Linked DNA regions of Mus musculus: regions 1, 2, 4, 5 and 6 are each linked to region 3. Evidence: chromatin contacts called from public HiChIP or PLAC-seq and promoter capture Hi-C data. All regions are on one chromosome and are shown on one strand. The core of a region is the stretch at or near the end of the contact, and the rest is flanking DNA. Distances in the headings are between cores, read along the strand shown. Region 1 overlaps Mvb12b (multivesicular body subunit 12B). Region 2 holds the start of Nron (non-protein coding RNA, repressor of NFAT). Region 3 holds the start of Hspa5 (heat shock protein 5). Region 4 overlaps Mvb12b (multivesicular body subunit 12B). Region 5 overlaps Mvb12b (multivesicular body subunit 12B). Region 6 holds the start of Ggta1 (glycoprotein galactosyltransferase alpha 1, 3).

Region 1 (2,700 bases), core at 197-2,696, 940 kb after region 3:
TCCTGAAGCCAGGACTGCAAGCAAGACTAAGTTCCAATTAAGTGTGTGTCTTGTCTTTTCTTCCCAAGAGTCATTTGGGGAATGTGCTGGTGGACATGAAGCTCATCGATGTCAAGGACACATTGCCTGTGGGCTTCATCCCCATCCAAGAGACCGTGGATACACGTGAGTCAACACTTAACACACTTGCCTTGGGAGCGGCCACCTCCATCCAGTGGGCTTGCAAATATTCTATGTGTTTCTCTCTGGAAGTCTGTAGATGGTGAAGGAATCCTGCCACTTATGACAGCCACCTTGGATCTCTGTGTGTCTGAAGAGTGTGTGGGTCCTTGGCCTGCAAGTGAGCAGAGTCTTTGATTGATGCCTCCTCACTCAAGGACAGAGCAGGGAGTCTAGGGACAGTTGGTTTGCCCTCAGCAACCAATTCATAGAATCCTAGAGTACTGGGAACTCTGGTCCTGGAGTGCTGGGGAGTGCCAAGCTTAACACAAGACCCTGAAGCAAAAGGGAGGGAGGGCAGAGATCAAAAGATGCCCTGGGGCTGCAAGGAACAGCTCTGTGCCTGGTCTGGGGCTCACAGAGTGAACAAGAGGCAGGCCCCAGAAAGACTTCAAGTTAGAGCATGTAAGACCTAAATTGGAGCCAGATGTGGTGGCTCATACCTGTAATCACAACACTTGAGAGATGGGAGCAGGAAAATCAGGATTGAAGGGCATCCTTCACTACATACAGGTTCTGAGCCTGGGGTACATGAGCCGCTGGCTAGTTAAAAAGCAACAATTAAAACAAACAAAAAACCCACGATTTAAATTAGACCGGATGTTTCAACCACTGAGCAACATCGCACTGTGCTAAGCTGCAGGGAACTGTGGGAAATGGAGAAGCTGCTTCAGGATCCTGCGGGTGTTATGGGCTCTGGTCCTGGAGTGCTGGGGCTGAGGTCCTGGAGTGCTGGGGCTGAGGTCCTAGAGTACTGGGATCTCTGGTCCTGGAGTGCAGGGGACTCTGGTCCTGGAGTGCTGGGGCTGAGGTCCTAGAGTACTGGGATCTCTGGTCCTGGAGTGCTGGGGACTCTGGTCCTGGAGTGCTGGGGACTCTGGTCCTGGAGTGCTGGGGACTCTGGTCCTGGAGTGCAGGGGACTCTGGTCCTGGAGTGCTGGGGCTGAGGTCCTAGAGTACTGGGATCTCTGGTCCTGGAGTGCAGGGGACTCTGGTCCTGGAGTGCAGGGGACTCTGGTCCTGGAGTGCAGGGGACTCTGGTCCTGGAGTGCAGGGGACTCTGGTCCTGGAGTGCTGGGGACTCTGGTCCTGGAGTGCAGGGGACTCTGGTCCTGGAGTGCAGGGGACTCTGGTCCTGGAGTGCAGGAGACTCTGGTCCTGGAGTGCTGGGGACTCTGGTCCTGGAGTGCAGGGGACTCTGGTCCTGGAGTGCTGGGGACTCTGTTCCTGGAGTGCAGGGCTGGTAAGGCAGTGTCAGGAAGCCTTGTGTATCTGAGCTTCTTTACGGGTGCACATGAACTTGCCTTATTTGTAATTACTTGTAGCCAGTCTTTGCTACTTTGTGGGTTCTTTTCCTGACCTTTATCCCAGTCTCCCCATTTCACCCTGTCACTAGATCAGAGAGAAAGAAGGAGAGAAGAGAGAGACAGAGACACAGAAGGACACACACAAAGAGAGACAGGGAGAGAGAGACAGGGAGAGAGAGAAAGAGAGAGAGATCCTTACATCTAATTTCTTTCCTTTTGTTTCCTCTTTGACCATGGCTACTAACAAACCACAGCTAATCTCCTTGAAGGACCAACAGCCACCAACCCTGCTTCTAGGGGCCCTAGTATTTATATACCCTCTGAAAAGTTCCCAGAATTTCAAATGTCACGCAATCATAGAAACTATCTTCAGCTGGCAAAACCACATCTCTCCTACAGCACAAGGCAAATCATAAATCAGATCTCTACTCCTGGGATTAAAACTAAAACACATTCTTATGTTTCTGGTTTTTCTAAGAAACCAGAACTCCAAAACTGTCACTACAATTACTCATGAGCCCATGCCACAGCAGCGAAACGGGGAGTAAGAAAACAGAGATCCTCATCTGCGAGGTTCCTTTATGGAATTCTGTACCCTGTTCTTCGTCAGTATTTATAGGTATGTGATTCTTTTTCACATTGTCATGCTGTGAACGTTTCTGGACCAGCATTCGCTTGCTGTTTTCACACAGAGCAGCTTCCATGTCTCCTCAGCCACCCCCAATGGCAACTTATTTCAGCAAAGCAGCGGCCCCTCACTGGCTGATTCACTTGCTCGTTGGGCCATGTCCTAGCAAAATGTCATGGTGCTGGTTGGCTTTAACTGTCACTTTGACATCACCCAGAATCGCCTTAGGGGGAGTCTCAACTGGAGGATTACCTGGCCTCTGGGTATGATTGGGTGGCAGGGGATTGTAGTGATTGTTAACTGACTAAGTCCACTGTGGATGGCACCTTCCCTGGGCAGGAAGTCCTGGGCTGCCTGAGGCACCCAGGGAGGAAGCAAGGATACATTTGTTTCTCTCTGCTCTTGACAGTGGATGGGACATGGCTACCTGCTTGAATTTCTGCCTTGGTTTCCCCTCAGTAGTAGGCTTTAACCTGGAATTGTAAGCCAAATAAACCCATTCTTCCTCACGTTGTCTTTGGCCAGGGTGTTTTATCCTAGCAACGA
Region 2 (2,973 bases), core at 390-2,889, 970 kb after region 3:
GTGTAATGATGTGTATAAATACTTTTGTGTGTGGTGTGCACATGTGAGTGCAGATGCCTTGTAGAGTCCAGAAGAGGGCATTGTGGGCCCTGGAGCCAGAGTTATGGATGGTTGTAAGCCATTGGATACAGTTGCTGGGAATGACACTCAGGTCCTCTGCATTCTTAACTACTGAGCCAGCTGCCCAGGTCTGTGTGTAGTTTGTGATGTCGTGTGTGTGTGTGTGTGTGTGTGTGTGTGTGTGTAAAATATTTAACCCAGGCTGGTCTGGAGCTCATAGTGATCCTCCCGCCTCAGCTTTCTGTATGCTAGGATTATAGGTATAAGCTACCACACAAGGCTTAGCTTATGCTTTTTAATATCCCATTTAAGGAAAGTCAAATAGCTCAATATTGTGGAAGTGCTGGGACCTGGCATCCCACTTGAAGTCTCAGGAACCCCTTGGTCTCTGAAGCACACACTGGAATCTGGTGCTTCAGAAGGTGACTTTCAGCCCTGGGAGAACAGAACGAAGAGACCCTTACGTGTCTGTACAGGGGACACAACACAAAAGCAGCAGTCCTCTCCAACTGCAGGTTAGCCACAGCCCCCCTTGCTACTGTCCCCCACAAGACAGCTGGGTCTGCTGCCACCCAGCAGAGCCATCTCCCTTCCATGTGACCATGGGGTCTGAAAGATTGATGGCTGCATTTAAAACATTCGCACAGACCTGGAATCAACACTAGAAAATACAGATTTAAATGAGCAAGGAAAAGGCAGAATGAAAGGAAATAAATTGTGCTGGCAACTACTGTCACGTAATAAAATGTCATGTGTAACTGAAGGGCTTTTGCACAGGGCTGTGTGAGGCTTAGTGGCCATGTTAATTGAATAAGGTGCCTCATATTGACTCGGGGCAAGAATGAAATTTCCCTTAGCATCTATTTAGCTGGAGTTGTTGTTGGCAGCGGCCTGATGCTCATCTGTTACAGAACTCCCAGCCCCTCTGCACTGATGTAACGGCTCCAGAAGCAGTGTCCACCCCGGCCCTGCAGGTATGGCCTGTCTCCCCAGGTATGGCAGGACCTGACAGGGCCTGAAGGAGCAAAGCTGGACACAGGCTCTGGAGGGCTTAGAGGCTGCCCGGATGCCTTTCCATAAACCAGATGTTGGAAAAATGGTTCCCTGAACCAAGTAGCGGTTGTTGATGACTGATGATCCCTAAGATTCCTAAGGAGAAGGCAAACAGCCCTCTAGCTTTCCTGGTGTTAGGGGATCTCTCCATAGTCACTGTGTCTGCCCATGAAGTGGTCACTTGCAGCCCACTCTTGTGATCCCCTGTTTCTGTTACACAATAGGCACCAGACACAGTTACCTCCTCGGATATCTTGGTAGTGGTTGAAGCTGTGCAGCCCTTGACCCAGCTTCAGAAGAAGCTGTGATCAGAGCAGCCCCTGGAACGTTCTGTCCCTCCCATCGCTGCTGCAGCACAGTGCCTGCCTTGATCTCACCTGGATTTGGCACGTTCTTGGGGCTGGCAGGTTCACTTTCAAATGTGGAAACTCGATTTTTGTCCTCCTCCTCGCGGGTGCTTCAGGTGCCAGTGTGGTCTGTCTAGCAGTCTCCTATTTCAGCATGCAGTTGTACTGCAGCTGCAGCTGTCCCCCAGTGTTTGATATCCGTGGCTTTATAAGCCGTGCCACGAGGAGCGTGTGTACTGTGTATCTGAAGTTTTCCTTGAGTCAGAGGGAGCGACATTTTCCAAACCATTAACCAGCCCAGTCCTGAGGAGGCAGGTGGGAAGGCTTGCTGGAAGATTCCCAAAATCATCCCTAATTACAAGTCAAAGTCAAGTGTATTCATTCAGCAAGTCCTAGACACCTTTACAGGGCTTTGTTCTCAGCACTGGGGTGGTGAGAGGAGAAGACACGGTGCAAGTCAAGCTCTGCCCACAGAGGGAGGCTGTGCAGGGAGCAAGCTGGGCTCCTTGAATTAGAAAGGAGTTCTTGGGGGCTGGAGAGATGGCTCAGCGGTTAAGAGCACTGACTGCTCTTCCAGAGGTCCTGAGTTCAATTCCCAGCAACAACATGGTGGCACACAACCATCTGTAATGGTATCCAATGCCCTCTTCTGGTGTGTCTGAAGGAAGTGACTGTGTACTCATATACATAAAATAAATCTTTAAAAAGAAAAGAATTCTTGGGGTGGGTTATCTCTTCTAGGGTGATCAAAGCGGCTATAGGTGACGCAGCCTGGCCGGCTATAGGTAAGGCAGCCTGGCCTACAGAAGCCTCTGCAGAGGACGGAGCAAGTGCAGAGGCCTGGAGCAGTTCTGAAAGCCACAGGGACAGGGCACAAAAGGCTGAAGCTGGAATTGGCCAATGTGGGGGTGTGGGCTGGGCTAAGCCGACAAGACCTCACAGCCATGGGATTCAGTTTAAGACAGAGGAAATTCCCCAGTGGGTTTGCATTGGCTCCACTCTCAAGCTCTCAGGAGCCAGGCTCTAGGATGGCTAAGGAAGAAAGGGTTGATTTTGGGCTCACACTTTGAGGATATAGTCTATCCTGGTGGGGAAGGCATGAGGACAGGGGCTGAGGCAGCTGGTCACATTGTGTCCACAGTCAGGAAGCGCAGAAAGATGGCCCGAGCGCTCAGCTTGCTTCCTCCTGATTGTTTGGGCAGGGACCCACTGCCGTGGGGCGTTGCTATAGGGCTTCCCAACTCAGCCTGGTCTAAAAACTCCCGTCCTGCCATGCCCAGAGACTTGTTTCTGTGGAGATTCTAAATCCCACCAACTTGACAAGATCAACCCTCGCGCCAACTTAAGGGTTCACCTGGTTCTAACGTGACACTTGTTTGCATCACGACCTGTATCTGCTGGCAGATGACATGTCTCTCCAGAGGCCACCCAGCTCCCAGGTGCTAGCATTGAGACTGGATCCCATATCCAGTGAGTGAACTGTGGAGGGCAGTGTCCTCACCCACAGAGGGCC
Region 3 (2,970 bases), core at 357-2,856:
CTTTTGTCATTAGAATTAAGCAGTGGTAACTCATAAAGGCTGACTAGCATATACCTTGACCTCCCACAAAACACTAAATCACTAAAAGTTAAGATTGAAAGGTTTCTGGGGCTGGTGAGATGGCTCGGCAGGTAAGGGCACTGACTGCTCTTCCGAAGGTCCTGAGTTCAAATCCCAGCAACCACATGGTGGCTCACAACCACCCATAATGAGATCTGACACTCTCTTCTGGTGTGTCTGAAGTCAGCTACAGTGAAATTATGTATAATAATAAATAAATCTTTAAAAAAAAATTGAAAGGTTTCAAACCATGAAGGCTTCCCTACACAAGTCATCGAGGGGGAGCAACAGCAATCAAACACTCAACACTGTTTCACACGTTATTCACCTTCTTTCCCAAATACGCCTCAGCAGTCTCCTTCATTTTAGTGAGAACCATGGCAGAAATTTCTTCTGGGGCAAATGTCTTGGTTTGCCCACCTCCAATATCAACTTGAATGTACGGTTTAGTTTTCTTTTCAACCACCTATGGCATAAAGTAATTTAAAGGTAATTTTTCCGAAGAGGAAACAATGACACCACAAACGATTTAAAAAAAAAAATCCATTTCCTCCCTCCCATAGCTTGATTCATCTCTGTCCCTTAGGGGGAAATCACAACTAAAACTGAGCACAGCTGTATTGTAGATAGATCGACAGTTTTAGTCTGTTTCAACTTCTAGACATTGTTAACAGTGTGTCATGTTTTATAACACACTAAAAACGACTAGATGTAAAACCGTTACATAAATTCCGAACACATTCTTTTAAGTCCTTTGAACAGTGTTTTTGGCCAAGTGGCAACCCCTAAATACTCCTATCACCCCAGCCGCCCCATTAGCATGAGAAAAAAAAAACGGGTCCGACCTTGAATGGCAAGAACTTGATGTCCTGCTGCACCGAAGGGTCATTCCAAGTGCGTCCGATGAGGCGCTTGGCATCGAAGACCGTGTTCTCGGGGTTGGACGTGAGTTGGTTCTTGGCCGCATCGCCAATCAGACGCTCCCCTTCAGGAGTGAAGGCCACATACGACGGCGTGATGCGGTTGCCCTGATCGTTGGCTATGATCTCCACGCGGCCGTTCTTGAACACACCGACGCTGACGGGGAAACCCCACAGAAAAGGAATCAGCACCTCACTTTCTCACGCTGGCCCCGGAGGCCACGCCCCACTCCTCCCCACCCCCTCCTCCTTCGACGGATACCACTTACCAGGAATAGGTGGTCCCCAAGTCGATGCCGACCACCGTGCCCACATCCTCCTTCTTGTCCTCCTCCTCGGCCCGCACCGCGCCCAGCAGCAGCAACGCCGCCGCCACCACAGTGAACTTCATCATGCCGGCGCTGAGGACCAGTCGCTCAGCAGTCAGGCAGGAGTCTTAGGAGTCCAGCAACAGGCTGTGGCCCCGAAACGCGACGACGGTTCTGGTCTGAGGGCGACAGGGGCCTCGGGGTCAGGAGGAGACACGAAGCAGACTCGGAGCAGGCCTAGCAGCAGGCCGCGGCGCTTACCTCACACACACGCAGAAGCCCAAGTGTCCAGGTCAGTGTTGTCTCGGCCAGTATCGAGCGCGCCGTCGCCGACTCGCCTTATATACCCTCCCCACAGCCCCGTCGTGGAGGCCTCCGATTGGTGAAGTCGCTACTCGTTGGAGGCCGCTGATTGGTCCATGCCACCAAGCTGGCTGCTGCCGATTCGAAGCGGCCTCCTCCGCAACTCACGTCATTGCTACGCCCCCCGGGCTGACTCATTGGCTACTGGTCATTCTTAACGGCCACCAATGAGAGGCAGCATCCGCCCTGAGCGCTGGTCCTATTGGTTCAGCAGCTGCCTGTCCTTCGGGTGACCTCTCACCCCGAGACCGTTTCCGCCGGTAACCGTTCAGGTCCTCCCCTCACGCCAGGCCCCCGGGGACTGGAGTGGGGTCTGCGTGTCAGTTCCCTCGGGGTCTCCTTTTCTGTCTCTCACTCTGAAGAAGTACGCGGCCTTTCTCCTCCTCGATTCCCCGCGTCCTGAGCTGCCCGGCCTCAGCTGTGATCGCCCTCCCCAGCCTCCACACGTTCTCGGATGTCCCAGAGTCCAGGCCCTGTTACTCGCCCGGCCTGCACGTCTCGAGCTGGGGCCTGATCTGGATTCTGCCTCGCTGAGAATCCTGGTGCTTCTCAGCTAACCGTGTTTCTCCTTCACCCCAAGGCTAGCCGTATGTGTCTTTCCAGGCCTTTCGAATCTTCCCTTTGCCGGGGTTAAGTCCCAGGATTGGCCTGGCCAATTGTAACCTATTCCCTTTCTCCGCCGCGGAGATTCAGTACTATGGTCAAACGAGCACTTTCCACCATGAGATGTATCTTTTCTTCTCTCTCTCTCTCTCTCTCTCTCTCTCTCTCTCTCTCGTAGCGCCTTATTGTTCGCTAACCTGTTCTAGCATAGCATTTCCATTTATGACACTGGTTATTATTTATAAGTCCTTCCTCTTTCCCTCTTCCTTCTTGACACCACCCTATTCGACTCTTGGAATAGGGCTGATAATGCTAAAGACGTTTAGCAGACAAAAAAGTCTTGCTGATGCTTTACTCTTTTATAATAGTATGTTGGGGGACAAACAAAACAAGTTACTACTTGAGCTTATTATGTACTTCATTGTTTTGTTTTATGTATTTTGAGAGGCATTGTACACAGGCCCAAGCTGGTCTATAACTACTGATCCTCCTATGTGTTTTCCATGTGTCATTTATTCATATTCAAGTCTTGGTACATTTTTCCCATTTTCCAGAAGAGACCATTGAGACCAAGAGCGATTAAATAGCTAGAATGGTCGATTGATAAGTGCTGAGAATATAGTTAATAACCCGGTTGATTTTACTCCATAATTTATACTATTGATTCCCACCACCACCACCCTTTTTTGTTGTTTAAAGACAAATTTCATGCACCC
Region 4 (2,799 bases), core at 153-2,652, 990 kb after region 3:
TTCCAAAAACTTGGGATCTTTCACATACACTTTTTCGTAAACTACAAATGGGTTTTTTAAACGAAAGTTATGCAAAAGGGGGAATGAATAAATCAGACATGATTAAAAATATTTGTTCTAATGCAGTATAATTTGGTAGTAATGTGTTCATCGGGATAGCTTACGGCTACATTAAGTGGACAGACTTTATATGGATTCTCTAATTTTAATCTTCAAAATGCTATCTAATGTCTCATTAAGACTTGCATATAATGTATCTTAAGTACAGTCATTAAATATAGTTTAGGGAGATTTATGTTCAGATACTGCTTAAAGATGTTTTAATAGGCCATTTACTCTGATGATATTAATGAGCTCTTAATCCAGATGAAGCTTCTCAAACTAGTGGGAAAGACTCCGGCCCGAGTTTGGAGACTGGGGATTGATACCTGCTTTGGACAAGTGCCCAGAGCTTAGCCCCGCTGACACTTGGTGACCCCACTTGGCAAGCCTCTTGCCAAGGCCTGGTGTTTGGAAAAAGGTCTTCCCTGTTCTTGCTGTGACTGCTGTCCACGGTGACACACAGGGACAGTCCCTTTGCTCCCCCAAATCACGTGCAAGACATGCAGGGGCTAACTTGGCCAAACCTTTCATCTCCAAGGTCATTTGCAAGGACCCCAGTGTCACAGGGAGAATGAGGGTTAAAGAAAGTTGTCGCCACCCTTGTTGTGGGAGCATCTGCCAGGTGAGGCTGCACAGCCTGGCCTCCTGAGGAACAGCCTCACTCCACTGTGAGCATGCTGTAAAGGGTCACATGGCTGTGTTGCCATCTTTCAGGAGTTCAATGTGGCTGAAATATGCATAATAAAGTAGTCCTGCTAATTCAAAGGTATAATGGGAGGACACCCTGTGAGCTGGTGTCACCAAAGCACAGGCATGGTGATCCCAGCTCCACCTCTAAAGATGCCTCGCGAGGCCGGGCAGCACCAGAGCGTATGCACAGTGGTTCCCAAGCCCCATTTCAAACGTCTCTGTGTTACCCCGTCTTTCAGAGAATTATTGAAAAGTACAGTTTTTGTTTCAATTATTTTTTTAAGCAAAAGGGGAGGAAAAGAATGTGTGAGTTCAGAGACTTTTCTAATTACTAAATTGGTTTGTTAAAAAAAGATAATAGCAAATTTCTTCTTTTTGTAATTGGACATTTCTTCCCTGTAGGCTAATTCAGGCACAGCCCGTGCATACACAATCGGTTGTACTTCTGAAAAGCCATAACTAGCTAATAACGGCTACAGTGTCATCAGAGAGTAATGGTGTGCTGATTAGCATAATTAATGACAAATGGTGGTGCGGAATTGGTGGATTGGTTTAGCGGATGATGAATGCGGCGAGGCCCTGGCTGGGGCCTGCCAACGAGGCCTCGCTGGCTGTCAGCCCTTCTGTTCTCGCCCAGGCAGCTCTCATTAGTCACGATGGGAGGTGCCAGTCTGTGTTCTGTTGCAGCACAGAAAACTTAATAATCCAAGCAAACGTGATTCTTTTTTGCCTGTGTATTTACTCACAAAATTCTCCACTCCCCTGTTCCCACTGTGGCCAGAACATAAGTCACTGCTGTTTCTAGGTCTTTCCTGTCGCCTGAACGGGAACAAAAGGAGGACGACAGAGCCACAGTCGTGGCCAGGCAGCACTTGTGTTTATCTATATATGTAGCGGGAAACCCAGTAAGCTATACGTTCTGTCCTGATAGTAGAAGACCGGCGCATTTATCTTCGATGTGATTAATTTGCATTCACAAATGAGGCTGATAAAAAAAGGGTTCACCTTTAACCTTTAGAGGGAAAAGCATTTCTCTGCAAGATTTCTTGGGAGACCGCTCCTTAACCGATAAGAAGTAACTCCTTTATCAATAAAGATGAAAATCCTTCATTTGCATTACTGAATGAGACTAATTATTATATAGTTAATTAGCATCTGGAAATGAGGATTATCTTAATTACAAAGCACAATTTCCCTAATAGCTACAAAACTGTAAGTTTGATCTGTGTGGAAATTGGTAACTATTATTATGTAATTAGTGATAACATTAATAGTACAGAATATTTAGACATAATTTGCATATGCAAATGCCATTTACCTGAGCCAAATAAGTGGACCATTAATGATTAGAGCTTGATGCATCCATACGGAAAGTTCTAGATCCCTGAATGGGACCCATTGTGCTAACTTAGAGGTGGAGTCAATAAGCACCTTTTATATTTAGGCAGTCCACTGGATTTTGCTGTAACAGGAATTAATGGTTGGGTGATTTCATAATGAAGCCACCTGTTCAGTGAACTGGACTCTTGACTTTGATTTTTCAATGTCTCCTCTTGATTCTTAGAAGTGCTTTGCCTACACATTTAGCAATTCTGAGTCTGGTATCTTTCTTACAGCTGATACAAACACTTAAAAAAATAGCCAACACACATGCTTCTGTGTGTGTGTGTGTGTGTGTGTGTGTGTGTGTGTCAGATTGTTGCAGTGTTTTTCAAAGGTGTGTGCTATGGGAATGTGATTTGAAAGTAGCTACTGTAGACTTTTAAATCTTTTATTTCATCCATGTAGCACACAATGGGTGCCATTATTCAGAAGATTAAAATGGGTGTACCTGTCAGTCTTTGCTGTGGTGCGCTGCAGTAACAAACAGTCCCCCAGCTCATGTGGCTTGCCATACTCCACTCCATGTCTCACTCAGTGACACCTTGGTGGCTGTAAGTTGGCTGGGACCCTGCTTCATGTACCATCTTATTCTGGGACCCAAGCTGAGAGAGCAGCCCCTAGCTG
Region 5 (2,809 bases), core at 20-2,519, 900 kb after region 3:
ATCACTCCAGTGTGACAGAACGGTTACTCAGGTCTCGAGAAAGGCCACATTGTGGTAGTAGGCCCTTGTTCCTCATAGGCAGAGGACAGGAGACCTCAGATGGATCTAAGGTCTCACACTGCAGCAGGGGAAAGGTAAGGAGTAACTTGTCCCCGTGGGCTTCTATGGGCCCCCGGTCCCCTCGGGGCAGCACTGATGGCAAGGAACTGCTTCTGAGCAGAGTAACGGAACTTGGAGGTCCCCATACCTCACAACCCCCTCCTCACAGGCGCTTTGCTTTTCAGAGCCAAGTTTGTTTTGATAAAGGAACCAGGTGTTGCTCTTTTTTGTTTTGATAGAAAATACATTAAACCAAGATTTACTGAAAATGTGGAAAGTGGTTTTACGACCAGCCTTGAGCCCTGGCTTCCTGCAGCTTGAATCTGGAAAGTTTCTGTGAACTGTCTGGAGACAGACTTGCCTTGAGAGGAGGACTCTTGGCACTTGTTGTACTGAGTGCAGTGAGGCCAGCAAGCCAGCTTCAGGAAGTTCTGTCAGAAACAGTGGTTTCCTGCGCGCCTGCCAGGAGAAGCTGTCTTCTCCTTGGCCTCCTGACCCCAGCCGTGCAGACAGTGACCAAAGCTCAATTAGACAATGGACAGGACAGCGTCTTGATACTTCCTGCTGCTCACAGAAGGGGCTGGCTCACGCTTGCAGCCTTGTGAAAGATAAAGCCTCAATTATTTGAATTGGCAGAGAAGTTAATTGTTCTTTTTTAAAATGTAGGGTTTGTTTTGAGTGATTATGGATTTATATGCACTTTAAGAAATATGCAAGCACGCTTACTCCTTATCTAAGATCAAGTGACAAGGTGCAGTGTGTGCTTTGACCCCTGTGGTAGTGTCTGAAAACACCACCATGGTCTGAACCAGGACTCCAGGTTTAATCAGATGATTTCCGGCCAGTGGATGGGTGGATCATGAGATTGCTCTTGGAAAGATGGTTCCCAAGAGGAACAGTATGTCCTGCTGTCCTACTGTCCTGCTGCTGGACAGGGCCAGGTGGGGAAGTGTCAGGGCGACAGGAGCCTGCAGAGCAGGGCAGTGTGGCCATGAGCTTTCCGTACAGCTTCTGCGTGCAGGGCAAGGCAGAGGTAGGACAAGCAGACTTCAGGGCAAGCAGACTTCAGCCCATCTAGTGGAAACGGCTGGGGCTCTGGGCCACAGGCGTACTGCCTGCTTGTCAGCTGTCTGGTGTCTTGGATGGCAGGAGCCTGATGCCCGATTATGTGCTGGTTTGTTTTTGTCACCTTGGCATATGCCAGAGTCACTTAGGAAGAGGGAACCACAATTGAGGCGTTGTCTCCATCAGATTAACCTGTGGGCGTGTTTGAGGGGCATTTCCTTTTTCTTTAGGATTGATTTATTGTTTTTATATGTATGTATATGGATGAGACTGAAGGAATTTACATACACCCCGTGAGTGCAGGTGTCAGCTGAGGGCATCCTGGGTTACAGGTGGCTGTGAGCATGTTGCATGTGGGCGCTGGGAAGTGAATCTTGGATCCTCTGTAAGATCATTGCAACATCAGTAAGTGCTCTTAACCACTGAGCCTTTTCACCAGTCAGCCTGCCTGCCTTTCTCTCTCTCTCTCTCTCTCTCTCTCTCTCTTTCTCTGTTTACTTTATATGTTTGGGTATTTTGCCTGCATGCCAGTCTGAACACTAGGAAGCCAGAAAGTGGTGTCAGACCCCCTGGAACTGGAGTTACAAATGGTTATAAACCACGATGTTGGTGCTGGCTAGGAATTGAACCTGGAGTCCTGTAGAAGAGCAGTCTCTAGTGCTCTTAACTGCTGTGCCACATCTATCAGCTACATTTTATTGAGCCTCTTGTGGGGCATTTTCTTGATTAATAATTGATGTGGGAGGGCCCAGTCCACTGTGGGAGATGCCATCCTGGGGCAGGCAGACCTGAGTTGTATTAGAAACTCTGAGTGAGCCATGGAGAGCAAGCCAGGAAGCTGCATCGTCCTCGGTCTTTGCTTTAAATTCTGCCTCCAGGTTCCTTTCCAGCTCCTGCCTTGGCTTCCCTGGATGATGGGCTGCTCCTAGAAGTGTAATGTGGGAAAAACCCTTTCCTCCACACATTGCTTTTGGTCGGTGTTTTATTACAGCAACAGAAAGCTTACAGGAACAAGGTAGATGAGAATATGGAATAGTGTTTGTTGGTTGGTTTTTCAGAAGTGTGCTGGAAGGGAAGTCACTTCCTGTCTCTAAGACTAGCTAATCTGGGGAGAGGCAGCTTGGGTTTGCTTGAGAAGCCCCAAGATACCAAAGTATCATAAGCTACGCTATTCCTACCATAGTACCATTCCTACTGCTGGCCCCCAATGGCCACGCTCATCCCACTGCCTCCCCCAGAGCTCCAGGAACCACTCCTCTTGTCTGCCCACTATAATTTTGTCATTTCTGAAGTATGCTGGTTAGTTTTTGTCAACTTAACACAAGCTCCTGTGGTCTGGGAAGAGGGAACCGCAACTGAGCAACTGCCTCCATCAGATTGGCCTGTGGGAAAGTCTGTGGGGCATTTTCTTGATTGATAATAATTGTCATGGGAAGGCACAACTCCCATGGGAAGGCAGTGCCACGCCCCAGGCTTGTGGTCCAAGGTTTTATAAGAAAGCAGACTGAGCAAGCCACAGGGAATAAGCCTGTAAGCAGCACCTCTGGGATTTCTGCTCCGGGTTCCTGCCTTGAGCTCTTGCCTTGCCTTCTCTCAGTGATGGATTATAATTTGTAAGCTACAATCAATTCTTTCCTTCTCAGGT
Region 6 (2,760 bases), core at 168-2,667, 690 kb before region 3:
TCACCCAGTAACACCCCCCCCCCCCCACACACACACCCGTAGTTCCTCCTCTGCAGCCCCTATCACCATGGGCAGGTCAGAAGACACAGGCGGCCGTGAGCGATTTCTTTTCTTTTTCTTTTTCTTTTCTTTTTTTTTTTTTTTTGCTGGTTTCAGGCTTTTTTCTGCCTGAGTGGAGATGAAACATCACTCCTCCCACAGATGGGAAAGAGGTGCAGGTTGGGGTAAAGTGAGGGACACCCGATGCATCACACGTGCATCACGCCGGACGTTGTGTTGGGGGTGGGGGTGGGAGTGGACTCTCTAGGCTCCCACTCCTCGGGTCGGCGCACGCCACTTGCCTGCGCCCTAGGCCGCCGAGCTCTGCAGGGGCCAGAGGCGCGCACCCCACCCGACACACCCGGACAGAGCAGCGGCCGGGTCTCCTACAGCGCAGGGCGCCGCCCGCCCGCCCGCCCGCCCGCGTGGTCCCGTCTCCAGCGCAGCAGACAACACACACCCGGCCTGCTTTTGCGGATCAGGTGGGTCCCGCCGGGCGTCTGACACTGAAGCCACGCGAGGGCTTCAGTGGGGAGGAGGTGTGGGCGAGCGGGAGCGCCGCTATTCCGGCCCAGCCCTACCTCGGTCCTTGCTTTTGTCCTGGTCACTCGATCATTTCCTCTGTATCCACTTCTGAACTCTAGGCTCTGTCCCACCCTGAACAGTGTCGCTGCATCTGTTTGCTTACTGGGGTCTCCCGCCACCTTCCCTCGCTATCCGAATAGCTGATATTCAGGGCAGCACAGGGCAGCACAGGGCAGGGCAGGGCAGGGCAGGGCGAGTAGGGCAGATCAGATCCTGGGACCACCGGTACTAACCAGTGAGTGTAGAAAGCAGGAGGTGTCTTTTCCTACTGTAGTTAGGACAGGGCGGGTTGGCTCTTCTTATGGACAAGATGGAAAAGGGGTGCAGGTAGGGGCAAAGTGAGAGACACTCGAATTTGAGAGACAGACAGACTCCTAACAGTGAAGGAAGGACCAAGCCAAAATCAAGCCTGGGCAAAGTCTCAGGCACTAACTTTGCTGTGTTGGGTGATGGGAGGTAATCTCGTCACAACTTTTCAAACCACCTCGTTCCCACTGCAAGGAGACACCATCAAGTGTTTGAAGATGGCAGGGGAACCTCTCAACAAAACACACACACAAACGTTTTATTATTTTATATTTATTTTGCATGCAAAGTACTGTGTTTCATTATGGCATTTTCATACATATGCGATTGCACAAACTCTTGAAAATCATCCAAGAAACAGCAAAGCGGGAAATAATGTTGTGGGGGGGGGGCGCGGAGGAGAGAGAACAGAGACTGGAGAGAGTGCTGTCCTCCTTGCTGCGGGGGCCAGGAAGAGGCTAGGAGGGCGGGGATGTCAACGCCACTAGCTCCTCCCTCAGGAAGGACCCCAGGGACTCTTATTTTTGTAGTTTTGCTTGTCTGGGCCACTATCGGCCCCAGAACAGATCTGACTGCCTCTTTCATTCGCCCGGAGGTAGATAGGTGTGTCTTAGGAGGCTGGAGATTCTGGGTGGAGCCCTAGCCCTGCCTTTTCTTAGCTGGCTGACACCTTCCCTTGTAGACTCTTCTTGGAATGAGAAGTACCGATTCTGCTGAAGACCTCGCGCTCTCAGGCTCTGGGTAGGCAAAGGCGAGGGGGCTCGCCATGGCTCGGGTTGTCCAGGGATTGGGGCATCAGGACTACGGGAGTCTCTGCCTTTTGATAGTGCTTCCTTACAGTTATTTTTGGGAGTAGTTGCTTCTTCCTGATGGGAGCCGCGTGCGGGTCCAAGCTATCTTTTGCAAGTAACAGGTGTCTGGTGACTAAATGCAGGGCTGAACACTTCACTTGGGATTACCTGGTTCCAGGGACTTTGAGTATTGGCGCAGGCCCCAAATGGCCTAGGAGGGGTACCTGGAGACCCTGGCTCCTGCTCCTGTGATCTTACTACATAGAACCGATTCTTTTATTTCTACTTTCTGTGTTAGGAACGCCCCAAGAGGATGTTTTGGGGAGGCCTCCTGTCCCCATTCCCTGTGATTAGGGTCAGTTTTCAGTGGAATGCCTGAGATCAGAAGGCGGGAGATCAATTGATTACTGTCAATGGCCCCCTGTGGCTAAACTTTACCGGAAGCTTTCTCAGTCACAGAGCAGGAAAGGCCGCCTTGCACTGGCCATACTGACTCTGAGCAGCCATTTGCCCGGTTTCTGACACTTCTGAGCCAGGGGCTGACCATGGGTTTTATTCCCTGTGCACTTCTGGGTCTTGGTGAAACTTTTAGTGTACATGGGTCTCTTAGGTTCCCCAGCCTAACAGGATAAGCTTGGCACTGTTGGCTGGATTTATAGAGAAGGAAATCAAAGTTGGGAGAAGCCAAGTCACTGGTTTATGGGTGCTCAGGGTTTGGATTGAATCTGAGGTTGGAATGCACTCCAGCCAGCCTCTAAGGCTTGTGTGCTTCCTGTTTGTTTGTTTGGAGTGTGTGGTTTTGTTTTGTTTTGTTTTGTTTTGTTTTGTTTTGAGACAGGGTTTCTCTGTGTAGCCCTGGCTGTCCTGGAACTCATTCTGCAGACCAGGCTGGCCTCGAACTCAGAAATTCCCCTGCCTCTGCCTCCCAAGTGCTGGGATTAAAGGCGTATGCCACCACAACCTGGTTGCTCACTTTCTATTCAGCATCTCCCACCATGGCAAGAAAACGACTAAGGAACAGATGGCATGACTCTGGGGG

Evidence for each region. Promoter capture Hi-C pulls out the DNA fragments that hold promoters and counts their contacts. HiChIP or PLAC-seq counts read pairs in DNA pulled down with a chosen protein or histone mark.
Region 1: a contact with region 3 is called in a promoter capture Hi-C map of the 3T3-L1 cell line, with 4 times the contacts expected there. The contact joins the enhancer-like site here to the promoter of Hspa5 in region 3. A contact is called at or near these places in 4 of 39 promoter capture datasets (the 3T3-L1 cell line, 3T3-L1-derived adipocytes and cranial neural crest) and 1 of 115 datasets of contacts at active chromatin or transcription factors (astrocytes).
Region 2: a contact with region 3 is called in an H3K4me3 HiChIP or PLAC-seq map of pro-B cells, with 4 times the contacts expected there. The contact joins the promoter of Nron here to the promoter of Hspa5 in region 3. A contact is called at or near these places in 2 of 39 promoter capture datasets (cranial neural crest and hippocampal neurons) and 7 of 115 datasets of contacts at active chromatin or transcription factors (astrocytes, differentiating embryonic stem cells, embryonic forebrain and 4 more).
Region 4: a contact with region 3 is called in an H3K4me3 HiChIP or PLAC-seq map of embryonic forebrain, with 4 times the contacts expected there. The contact joins the enhancer-like site here to the promoter of Hspa5 in region 3. A contact is called at or near these places in 2 of 39 promoter capture datasets (cranial neural crest and hippocampal neurons) and 3 of 115 datasets of contacts at active chromatin or transcription factors (astrocytes, differentiating embryonic stem cells and embryonic forebrain).
Region 5: an H3K27ac HiChIP or PLAC-seq map of the NIH/3T3 cell line shows a contact between it and region 3, with 5 times the contacts expected there. The contact joins the enhancer-like site here to the promoter of Hspa5 in region 3. A contact is called at or near these places in 7 of 39 promoter capture datasets (the 3T3-L1 cell line, 3T3-L1-derived adipocytes, the C10 cell line and 3 more) and 2 of 115 datasets of contacts at active chromatin or transcription factors (the NIH/3T3 cell line and astrocytes).
Region 6: a contact with region 3 is called in a promoter capture Hi-C map of pre-B cells. The contact joins the promoter of Ggta1 here to the promoter of Hspa5 in region 3. A contact is called at or near these places in 1 of 39 promoter capture datasets (pre-B cells) and 3 of 115 datasets of contacts at active chromatin or transcription factors (bone marrow-derived macrophages, memory CD8 T cells and pancreatic cancer cells).

What each region holds. Positions count from the first base shown.
Region 1 is chr2:33,832,002-33,834,701 of GRCm38.p6, reverse strand. Mvb12b (multivesicular body subunit 12B) reads left to right here. Exons shown (of 10, transcript NM_175184.4): 4 at 69-165. Among named protein-coding and RNA genes, the nearest start is that of Nron, 28 kb to the right of the region's middle. Within about 2 kb of position 1,446, at least 4 of the 459 cell types and tissues checked have an H3K27ac peak or open chromatin away from gene starts, as enhancers often do.
Region 2 is chr2:33,804,482-33,807,454 of GRCm38.p6, reverse strand. Nron (non-protein coding RNA, repressor of NFAT) reads right to left here and starts at 1,639. Exons shown (of 3, transcript NR_045729.1): 1 at 1,491-1,639. The region is part of intron 6 of Mvb12b (multivesicular body subunit 12B); the gene reads left to right.
Region 3 is chr2:34,770,726-34,773,695 of GRCm38.p6, reverse strand. It overlaps Hspa5 (heat shock protein 5), which reads right to left and starts at 1,606. Exons shown (of 9, transcript NM_001163434.1): 1 at 1,550-1,606; 2 at 1,250-1,467; 3 at 906-1,137; 4 at 389-526. The coding sequence starts at 1,374.
Region 4 is chr2:33,784,419-33,787,217 of GRCm38.p6, reverse strand. All of the region lies in intron 7 of Mvb12b (multivesicular body subunit 12B), which reads left to right. Among named protein-coding and RNA genes, the nearest start is that of Gm33856, 3.8 kb to the left of the region's middle. Within about 2 kb of position 1,402, at least 41 of the 459 cell types and tissues checked have an H3K27ac peak or open chromatin away from gene starts, as enhancers often do. A contact at or near this core is called in embryonic forebrain, where this site is marked.
Region 5 is chr2:33,868,286-33,871,094 of GRCm38.p6, reverse strand. The region is part of intron 2 of Mvb12b (multivesicular body subunit 12B); the gene reads left to right. Among named protein-coding and RNA genes, the nearest start is that of Mvb12b, 18 kb to the left of the region's middle. Within about 2 kb of position 1,269, at least 122 of the 459 cell types and tissues checked have an H3K27ac peak or open chromatin away from gene starts, as enhancers often do.
Region 6 is chr2:35,460,106-35,462,865 of GRCm38.p6, reverse strand. Ggta1 (glycoprotein galactosyltransferase alpha 1, 3) reads left to right here and starts at 1,417. Exons shown (of 8, transcript NM_001145821.2): 1 at 1,417-1,671.